3 separate regions of the Hordeum vulgare genome follow, and regions 1 and 3 are each linked to region 2. The links are chromatin contacts, called in public Hi-C maps. All regions are on one chromosome and are shown on one strand. Each heading gives the region's core, a stretch centred on a gene start, on an enhancer-like site or on the middle of the called end of the contact. The rest is flanking DNA. Distances are from core to core; before and after follow the strand shown.

The links. A called contact is a pair of places that touch in the nucleus more often than the background predicts.
Region 1: a contact with region 2 is called in a Hi-C map of seedling, with 2.4 times the contacts expected there. The contact joins the promoter of LOC123441843 here to the promoter of LOC123444208 in region 2. A contact is called at or near these places in 1 of 6 Hi-C or Micro-C datasets (seedling) and 1 of 1 datasets of contacts at active chromatin or transcription factors (embryo).
Region 3: a contact with region 2 is called in a Hi-C map of seedling, with 3 times the contacts expected there. The contact joins the promoter of LOC123444211 here to the promoter of LOC123444208 in region 2. A contact is called at or near these places in 1 of 6 Hi-C or Micro-C datasets (seedling) and 1 of 1 datasets of contacts at active chromatin or transcription factors (embryo).

The regions. Positions count from the first base shown.
Region 1 is chr3H:450,490,944-450,494,176 of MorexV3_pseudomolecules_assembly, forward strand. LOC123441843 (mitogen-activated protein kinase kinase kinase 17-like) reads left to right here and starts at 1,629. Exons shown (of 2, transcript XM_045118050.1): 1 at 1,629-3,233. The coding sequence starts at 1,895.
Region 2 is chr3H:450,077,611-450,080,818 of MorexV3_pseudomolecules_assembly, forward strand. LOC123444208 (zinc finger BED domain-containing protein RICESLEEPER 2-like) reads left to right here and starts at 1,411. Exons shown (of 4, transcript XM_045120847.1): 1 at 1,411-1,624; 2 at 2,248-3,208. The coding sequence starts at 2,271. It also overlaps the pseudogene LOC123440136.
Region 3 is chr3H:450,437,709-450,440,946 of MorexV3_pseudomolecules_assembly, forward strand. It overlaps LOC123444211 (protein PLASTID TRANSCRIPTIONALLY ACTIVE 16, chloroplastic), which reads right to left and starts at 1,644. Exons shown (of 4, transcript XM_045120848.1): 1 at 668-1,644; 2 at 508-576. The coding sequence starts at 1,537.

The DNA of each region.
Region 1 (3,233 bases), core at 379-2,878, 410 kb after region 2:
CAAGAACTCACCATGCCAGTGCGCGCGCTGGGGTTTCCTTTTCGGTCGGGGGAGACAGACAGGGAATCGACTGCTCCTGCACGATCGAACCCGAGCCACGCATCGCAGGGGACGAGGAGGCCAGCTAGGAACGGAGGATAAAGATATGAGCACAGTGTGTTCGCACAGCCTGAAACTACTACTGTACTGTACTTACTCCTACTACTACTACTTGGCATTGCCACTAGGTGCAGACAGTGGCCGAGTGCATTGCCAATTTGCACAGCCTCAACCGGCTGCTGGCATTAGTAAGTAGGTGACAGCGGTTGAATCCACTGCCGCAATGTACGTATACGTACACGGCTGCAAACCACTACTGGCACGGCGGCACAGGCAGTGTTGGGTGAGAGGCACCAACTCTTGGAGGAATGGGTCACATTGTACCTCCGGTCTTATCTTGAATCTTGACCCAAATTTGGTTTCCTCTCAGTCGTCGGCACAATCACTTGGGGATATTGCTTGAGTGCATAGTGGTAGTACTCCTAGAAGCCAAGCATGCATACCTACCAGGTTCGAGGGTGGGTTTGGTGGAGCAAACCTCTGCTTACTCCGATGACATACCATCAGTGTGTCGCAGACTCACAGGCCACAGTGTGAAAGTCAAAGCACGCACCCAAACCCAAAGCCCCTTTCGGGCGCACGCACGCTCGCGTTGACCTCGGCTTCTCTCCTGACACGCCTACACGATCATTATTATTACACGGAAACACAGAGAAGAGAATGAAGTCCTTCCCTCCCGATGCGAGCCGAATCACCAGCCACCGGTGCCGCGGCATTTAGCTTTCTCGGCAGTTGATCCGATCGCCTCTGACCGAGAAGCAGCAGCCACTAGCCCACTACGGCCTACGGGGTGTTGCACGTCCAATCTTGACCGGTGCGGCGGCACGGCACGGCACCGCTGGTTTAATTGGGCTCAGCTGATCAACTGCACTGACCCGAAAATTAACGACCTCAACCGGCGCCAGCCGCGGATTCATTAGGTTAGAGGAGGCCGTCGCATCGCGCGGCTGACCCGACCTGACAGACTCTAATGTAAGTAGTACCACGTAACACACTCGTGCTTCACATGCACCAGTACCTGCGACTATTCTGGCTCTTTTCTCTGGAAAAAATAAAAGCCTATTTTTGCCCTCCCCTCTATATACCGACGCTCGTGAATCCCATTTAATCACATGGAAATCACGAGGATGACGTCCCCGTTATAGAATGCAGAGTGGGATCACGCTGGCGGTTCTGCAATCCTGGCATATCTCGTGTTCCTCGTTCTCAGTTTTCTTCCCGAAAACACGCTGAACGCAGAGGGGGCATATTGTATTGCCGCACCGCCACCAAAACAAAACGAGGAGATCGATCCGCTCGGTTGGAAAAAAAAAAGACAGTGGGATGCATGCGCCAAGTGCCATTGGTGGCGACTGGCGAGCGAGCGAGCAGAGGCGATGCATTTGACGGCGGCATGTGCGACTGGCGCCCGTCGGTTGATTGACGCCGCGCGTTCCCACCCACGCACGCGCGCGCGCACGAGAAAAGAAAGAAGGAGAGAAGAATGGAAGAAAAAAAAAACAGCGTCCAATTGCCGCGCGTGGGTCGGACGCACATCCCACGCTTTCTGTTCTGCCTGGCCAAGTTGAGCATTGACACACGAGACACCAAACACCTTCCCCGATCGGCCCCCTAATCTAATCCCCACCCAATTATCTCCAAGTCGTCTTCTCCTTCCCCTTCCCCTCCTAACCCGCTTCCACGGATATATAAACGCGCGCAACCACAGCCCACCCAACGCCAACGCATTCCAGACCAACAACAAGAAGAAGATCACCGCATTCCAGAGCAACCACACATACTCACACACGCAAGAATGGCGATCGCCGTGAGCGGGCACTGGACGCGGCTGCGCACCCTCGGCTGCGGCGCGTCGGGCGCCGTGGTCTCGCTGGCGGCCGACGGCGCGTCGGGGGAGCTGTTCGCGGTCAAGTCCGCGCGCGGGGCCGACGCGGCGCAGCTGAGCCGGGAGCAGGGGATACTGTCCGGGCTCTGCTCGCCGCACGTCGTGGCCTGCATCGGCGGCGGCGGCGCCCGCGACGGCTCGTACCACCTCTTCCTCGAGTTCGCCCCCGGCGGGTCGCTCGCCGACGAGGTCGCGAGGAATGGGGGCCGCCTGGAGGAGCGCGCCGTCCGGGCGTACGCGGCCGACGTCCTGCGCGGGCTGGCGTACATCCACGGGGAGTCGGTCGTGCACGGCGACGTCAAGCCGAGGAACGTGGTGATCGGCGCCGACGGGCGCGCCAAGATGGCCGACTTCGGGTGCGCGAGGGCCGTCGGTTCGCCGCGGCCGATCGGAGGCACGCCGGCGTTCATGGCCCCCGAGGTGGCGCGAGGGGAGGAGCAGGGCCCGGCCGCCGACGTGTGGGCCCTCGGCTGCACGGTCGTCGAGATGGCCACCGGGCGCGCGCCCTGGAGCGAGATGGACAACGTCCTTGCCGCCGTCCACAGGATTGGGTACACGGACGCAGTGCCGGAGGTGCCCGCGTGGCTGTCGGCGGACGCCAAGAGCTTCCTCGCCGCGTGCTTCGCGAGGAGCGCCCGCGACCGGTGCACGGCGGCGCAGCTCCTGGAGCACCCGTTCGTGGCATTGCAGCAGGCCGGAGAGGCCAAGGCCAGGTGGGTGTCACCCAAGAGCACGCTGGACGCCGCATTCTGGGAGTCGGAGACCGAAGACGAAGACGAGGAAGAGGAGGTGTTGTCAGAGAGCCCGTCGGAGAGGATCAAGTCATTGTCGTGCTCCGCCTCGGCGCTGCCGGACTGGGACTCCGACGAGGGCTGGACCGACGTGCTCCGCGATTCGCCAGCAGCAAGCAAGGAGGCGGCTGACGTGTCCAGCAGGGCGCCAAGCAAAGTGCTCGGGTCCCCGTCCCCGGCGGTGCCAGCTGACGGCGTAGCTGTCGTCGGCACCCTTTCAAGTGATGAACCTGATGCAGAGGACGAGCCTTTCGGTGACGGCATCATCCTGGCCGCTGATCCTTCAGCCGACCGCCGTCAGATCGAAGCGTGTTCGGTTTCAGATGGAGATGTACTTTCATCATCGCGTACACCCTGTAATAGTAATAATCGTAATCGAATCGTTGCAATAGAAAAGTTTCGTTTCCCACAAAACCCCCCGCGCCGTTTCGACAGTCTCTCCCTTCCGTTCCCGCTCT
Region 2 (3,208 bases), core at 161-2,660:
CTCGACCTCCACGCCGTCGGCGCCGAGACGGACGCCGACCAAGTGCTTCACCGGAGCCGCCGTCGCGTTCAGCCGCGCCTTCTCCTGGTTCAGCGCCACCCAGAAGCCGCCCTGCCCGTCGCGCCTCACGTTGTCCGGGTACCCCGGCAGGTCGGCGAAGAGCTCGTACTGCCCGGCCTTGGGCCCCTGGAGCCAGTACCTGAACGCCTGGCACGGCACCGTGTGTGCCACCACCACCTGCGACGTGTCGCGGCTGAGCGCGACGCCGTTCGGGTACGGCAGGTCCGTCTTGAGCACCGTGACGAGCTTCGTCCGCGCGTCGTACTTGAGCAGGCGGCCGGTCGCGTCGGCGTTCATGATGATCTCGGCGTTAAACCTGCACACGCATGCACACTGATTCGTCATCTGATCCCCTGGGTTCATGTTACAAAAGATTTTAGGGATTTAAGGCGTGAAGATCGGGCGTGTAGGGTACAGTACCTCCGGGGGTAGTTGGCGCTGCTGTCGGTGAAGTAGACGTCGCCGGTGGCCTGATCGACGTCGAGGCCGTTGAGGAAGTGGAAGGGAACACCGTTCGCCTCCGTGGCTAGCACCTGGGCTTCGCCGCCGTCCGGCCCGACCTTCATGAGCCCCAAGTAGGCGTCGGCGATGTAGAGCTCGCCGGTCTTCCTGTAGAACCCGACACCCAGCGGCCGCCCGCATATGCTCTCCTTCTCTTCCGACGGCACCCCAGAATCCGAGCACAATGGGATTTTCCTACACACAAGAGCACGTGTACGTACGCCGCACGTATATTAAGTTAACTTATAATAATCACGGTCGATCTAGTATAAACACGGTGTTTAGATGTTCATTACACCGACCTGTAATTGGCATTGTAGGCGAAGGTGCTCCAGCCGGCGGCGCTCCCGCCCCACTTGAGAACACGGCCGTCGGAGACGCCCGTGTAGACCCGGTCCTTGCCGGCGAACGCGAGGCTCTCGGCGCCGCTGACGCCGTCGGGCAGCGGCAGACGGTAGCTCCACCGCGTGTCCGTCGTCTTGATCTGCTGGGCCGATGCGAGGGAAACGAGGCAGGCAAGCACGACAAGTACCGCCGCCAAGCTGCGCCCCATCGTCGTCATCGTCGTCGTCGTCATCGGAAGTTTTCCTCTATGGGAAGTCGTACGGACCTACATGCCTTTTATAGGAGGCCACGACCCATGGATCAGTTCGGGTAGTACTCCAGTAATCCTACACGAACTCCAAGGAAAACCGTGACGTGACGGACTGCGATCCGCAAGTCCGACCGAGCCCGTTCCGTTTGTGGTCTCTGCCGAGTTCGGGCCCAACACGTCGGGTTCAGGTACTGCTCGCCTCGGTCCACCCACACCCACTACTCCAACCTGGCTACCACTAACCCAAGTAGTACGAGCTGGCTGTGGAGGCCGCATCGTGGCCGTCCATCGGGCAGGCGCGGACCCGAAACCCACCAGGGCGACAAGACCACCACCCTGCACTCGCGAAATGGGTCGCGGCTCGCAACCCACGCCTCGTCGGCCCCGGCTCCGATCTGCTAAGCCCCCACCGGATCGGGTTGCGGGTCCCCTCCCCGCGACCCATCACCGCCGCTCGCCGCCGACGAGGTCAGTCTCCCGCCCCCCGCCTTCTGCCTCTCCGCCTCCCCCGTCTTAGCGGGTCCGCTTACCCAAGCCACGCACGCTAGCTGTAGCTGAAGCCCCCGGCCTGGGAGCCCGTTTCCTGGAGCTCGAGCAAGGGGGGCGGGAGTAGGACCCGACCCCTCCGGGCTTCGATTAGTCCCTGGATTCCCGAGATCGCTTGCTTGCTTGCTTGCCATGGCTGATTGTGTCGCGGTTTTGGGGATTGGGTCTTCGGACGGGGTAGGTGAAAGGGATTTTTAGTGAAGGGAGTTCGTGTAGTACGTACTGTGTGTTGCATATGTACACTTCGCGAAATTTTAGCCGGATTTCTGTGATGCTACAGGCGTCATGTAGTGCGAGTGTGCGCTTAACGCACGAGCAATGTTGCAGTTGGAAGAGGAATTTTTATTCGGGCAGTACATGGGAAGTCATCGCCCATTGGTTCCCACTTCTTCAGGAGGGTCTCCAAAAGCTTTCTTTGACGTTTTTGTTTCTGCAAAAGAGGGAAACATGGAGCCGTTTCCTTCAACTTCCTATTGGATCAAAAATGTGCAACACTATCCACTATGGACTGTTCTCATGACACTTCTTCTTTGGACCTGCTGCAGTGGGCAAGCCTATACGCCGTACCATGCTGGCACCGGCAGCCATGGAAGTGTCGGTTGATGGCACGGTGAGCACCACGGTCGTGTCTATGCCGGCGGTGCACAATCCACGGGCACGCAAGCTGCGGTCTGCTGTCTGGCAGGACTTCACTAAGGAGCGCCGTGCTGACGGCAATTGCGTCGCCATCTGTAACCACTGCAAGAAGCAGCTCACAGCAACCAGCCGGTCAGGCACCACACATCTACGCAACCACCTTGCCATATGCACCACCACCTCTACGCGCCGTGCCGGTAAGCGTCGGAAGCTGATTGTACGCCGTATTCTCCACAACAAAACATCCACTGGGCAGCCCGGCGGCGGGCATGCCTCTGGTGACGACAATGATAATGATAGCACACACTTTGATCAAGAACTCAGCCGGCAAGACCTTGCCCGTATGATTGTCCAGCATGGCTACCGGTTCTCGATAGTGGATGATCTGGGGTTTCAAAAGTTCGTCAAGAATCTCCAGCCACAGTTCAGCATGGTGTCATATGACATAGTAAGAGCTGATAGCATGGCAATTTTTGAAAGTGAGAAGCTGAAACTGCAGGATGTGCTCCTCAATACCCCCTGCCGGGTTAGCATCTCAGTTGATATGTGGCGATCGAGTACACAGATGGACTACTTGTGCTTGACCTGCCACTACATTGATCATTCCGGCGATGAATGGAAACTTAGGAAAAAAATTCTTAACTTTGTGCATGTCGAGGAACATTTTACAGCCAGTCAGATTGCCAATCTCATTCTGGAGAAGTTGCAACGGTGGGGTATTGAGAGGAAGCTAGCTGCTGTTGTGCTAGACAACTGCACCGCTGGTGACATTGTTGCCACAGAGCTTCTCAGAGTTATGCAGCCTAGGAGACTTCTCCTGTTAAACGGGAATTTATTCCATGTACGCTCCTGTGCACATATTCTGAATCT
Region 3 (3,238 bases), core at 394-2,893, 360 kb after region 2:
AATAAGAATTTTGCGCTCTCGCTTAGAATAGCGCCACCTATGTTTGTTCTACTGCAATTGGTGGCGGGATAATTATTTTACAGTATTTTTGAATTGCCTTCGCTTCACTACTTGTTCTGCCTCAGAATGATGCATTGTGCCTCATCAGACATAAACTCGAAAGCAGTGCACCATTTTTACTGCCCAAAGTATGCAGTCAGTACAAATGATTGTGAAATTAGAACAATAGTGCAAAACTGGGATGCGGTGCAAAATTGTGCTGCAAGGTAATGTATACTGCATGATCTTTTCTGCATATTTTCCATGTTTCTATCAATAACACCTTTCATGAAATTTGATAACCAAACAGTCGATGTAAGGAAACGGATTCTAGTTAAGCATGAAAATCCCATGCGATGGTACTAATAGATAGAGTTCCTCATGAAACTATGACAGAACCCTGGATTGAATTGCCTATCAAAAAACAAATAAGGAATGTCTTTGTGTGTGAAGTTTCAGTATCAGTACCTTGTTCTCTGCGATCTCAATGTTGGAGAAAACATCAGCCACAAGGGAAGCAATCTGCAACTTGGACACCTACCACAACACACAAATCAATGCATATAATTACAGTCAACAACACAAACCTTCATGTGGGCTGCATTGCACTATCACAGCTTTAAACTACCTTGCCAGTGTCGGTGGAGGAAGTCGCCGTGCTGGACGAACCCTCTTTGGCCAGGACCAGCCCATATGAGCTCTCAGGGTCGTAGTCCTCAGTGAGTGACGCCTTGACTAGCGTGTAGTTGACATCGGTCTCCACCACCTTGGCCAAAAATTCACTTAGCGGCAGAGTCTGCGCGCGGGAGAACAGGTTCGAGAAAAAAGACGTGAACCCATTAAGCACACTGTTCGTGGAAGCTCCATTGACGCCACCGGCGCCCTCGTCGTAAACCACCACGACATGTGCCACGCCGGCGAGATCCGCAGCCTGCACTACCCGGAGCGCATCTTCGGTAGTGACCGGTCCGCCCTCTAATCCCTTCTCGACCGGGCCGACTGTGATCACCACCTTGGCCGCTGGGCCGATGGACTTGGCAATCGCCTCAGTGTCATCGAAATCCGACTTCACCGCGTTGAGCCGGCGTGCCTCCGCGGGTGAAATGAGTCTGTACGCGGCGGCAAGCCGGGCCAACTCCTGCGCCGACTCGAGGTCTGGAACCCCGGCGCGCACGGCGAAACCTTGCCGCAGCAGCGTCTGTGCAATGCGGACACCCGTCTGCCCCGTGGCGCCCGCGACGAACACCGTCTGTTGGTCCTTCTTTCCCCTCCCACCAGCAAACAGCGAGCCTGTTCCCGGCGAGGGGAAGGCCGGTATCAGTGACTTGGCGTCCGTAAACTTGCCGCTGAAGTCGACAAAGAAGGGATTCTTCTTGGCCTCCTCATCGGCCCCAGGCTTGCCGCCGCCGACGCGGCAGAGAAAGGATGGGGCGCGGCGCCGGAGTGGTGAGGATAAGGGGCGGAAGGAAGGGGGGTTGGAGGTGAGCGCGGGCGGCATGGCGGGCTGTCAGGCTGGCGTCACGAGGTCGAACAGGTGGTGGGCATGGGCGCCGTGAGATGAGGAAGAGGTGGCGATGGGTAGCGCGCGCTGGGGATGGCATGTCTGGATTGGGGGAGGTGGAGAAGGAGCCTATCGCGGGAGGCCATGTAGGCCACCCTTTATCTCCTTCGCGGGGAATCGCTGGCCGTCAGCACGCGCCACGTCCATATCCTCGGACCCACAGCGAAGATCGCATGTTTTTTACTCAAACCAGGTTCATAATACTAGAATCTTTGATTAAAAAATGGCTTATAATAGATCAGTGAAATTATTAGGTCCCATCGAACAAAATTGGTTACAAATTTACTAAAATTGTTTTTTAACACAGTACAGAATCAAACACTAATCTCTACTATTAAAGGGATCTGCCGTCGTGATGGTTCGACCCACAGATCCCCTCGCTAGCACTTGCGTTCCACCGATTTTTTCCCACCGATTTTTTCCCCATCCCTCCAAAAACCAATCCGGTTCACATGAAAAAAAACACCCTCTACCTCCCCACCTCGTGGTCAAAACAAAATGGTTGACATCAAACACACCCACGCACGCACGCCTCGAACGAATCCTTCGTAAAAGAATCGGCCTCGTCCCACGTCAGACCTCCCTTCCACCTCTCCTCCCTTCCCGCTCTATTGAAAAATCAACGCAAAAAAACCCAGGAAACTAGCAGATCAACCCGCCCGGCGCCCCCACGACCCCCACCCACATCCCGCCCCACAACTCCCACCCACATCCCGTCACCAAACTCTGCCACACCGGAGCATATCGTCTGCGCAGCGGCTGTACCGCCCACTTCTCCTCCTCCCTTCGATGCCTCCCATTCGTGTCCTCCGCGCAAATCCCCCGCGCAGATTCGACGGTGGTGATGCCTATGTCGAGCGGCTCGGCTGCGAGCGGGGGCGCGGTGAGGTCGGCCGGGGAGAGCACGGAGGACATGAAGTCGCCAAAGGTGGCCTTGGCCGGAACGAGGGCGAGCTCGCGGCGCGTGTACGCACCGTCCGAGCCCGGGATGGGGCGAGGCGTCGTGGCAGGCCTTGGCGTTTGCGCCGAAGGAGCCGGGAATGGGCGTGAGGCATCACGGTGGAGGACGATAAGGCGGTCGGCGTGCTTGCTTTGGCCGATGCGTCGGGGCGGAGGATGATATGGTGGCCGGCATGCTCACTTCCGGGGATGGAGGGCCGCCTCGCCGGGGCTCGGGCGGAGCAGCATGGCGTCGGGCCATTGCCGGTGGTGCCACGGCCAGGCGGTGGTTTGGCGGGCGACACAGAGGAGGTGTTGTCCTCGACCCAGCGACCAGTGCAGGTTCGTTCCTCCTTCAATTTTCTTTCACATCCAAGCAATTAGAGAATCTAGGGGAGGTTGTGTTGGCGCCGCCGACGATTGGATAGAGGGGTGGTGGCAGCGATGTCGTGGTTGAAGGCGGGGAGGCACTTGAAGGGATGTACTTCTGCTTTAGGGAGAGAGAGGTGGCATGTTGGGCGCTGCTGCTTGAGAGATAGAGATAGGTGAGGAAGAGAGAGAGAGAGCACAACGATGAGAGATAGAGAGCAGAGAGAGACGCTAATTGACACATATTTAGATAGAGGACTTGCTGGATCTGTTGTTGGCGCTGCTGATATATAGAGAGAGAACAGAGGAGAGATAGGGGTTCGATGCTGA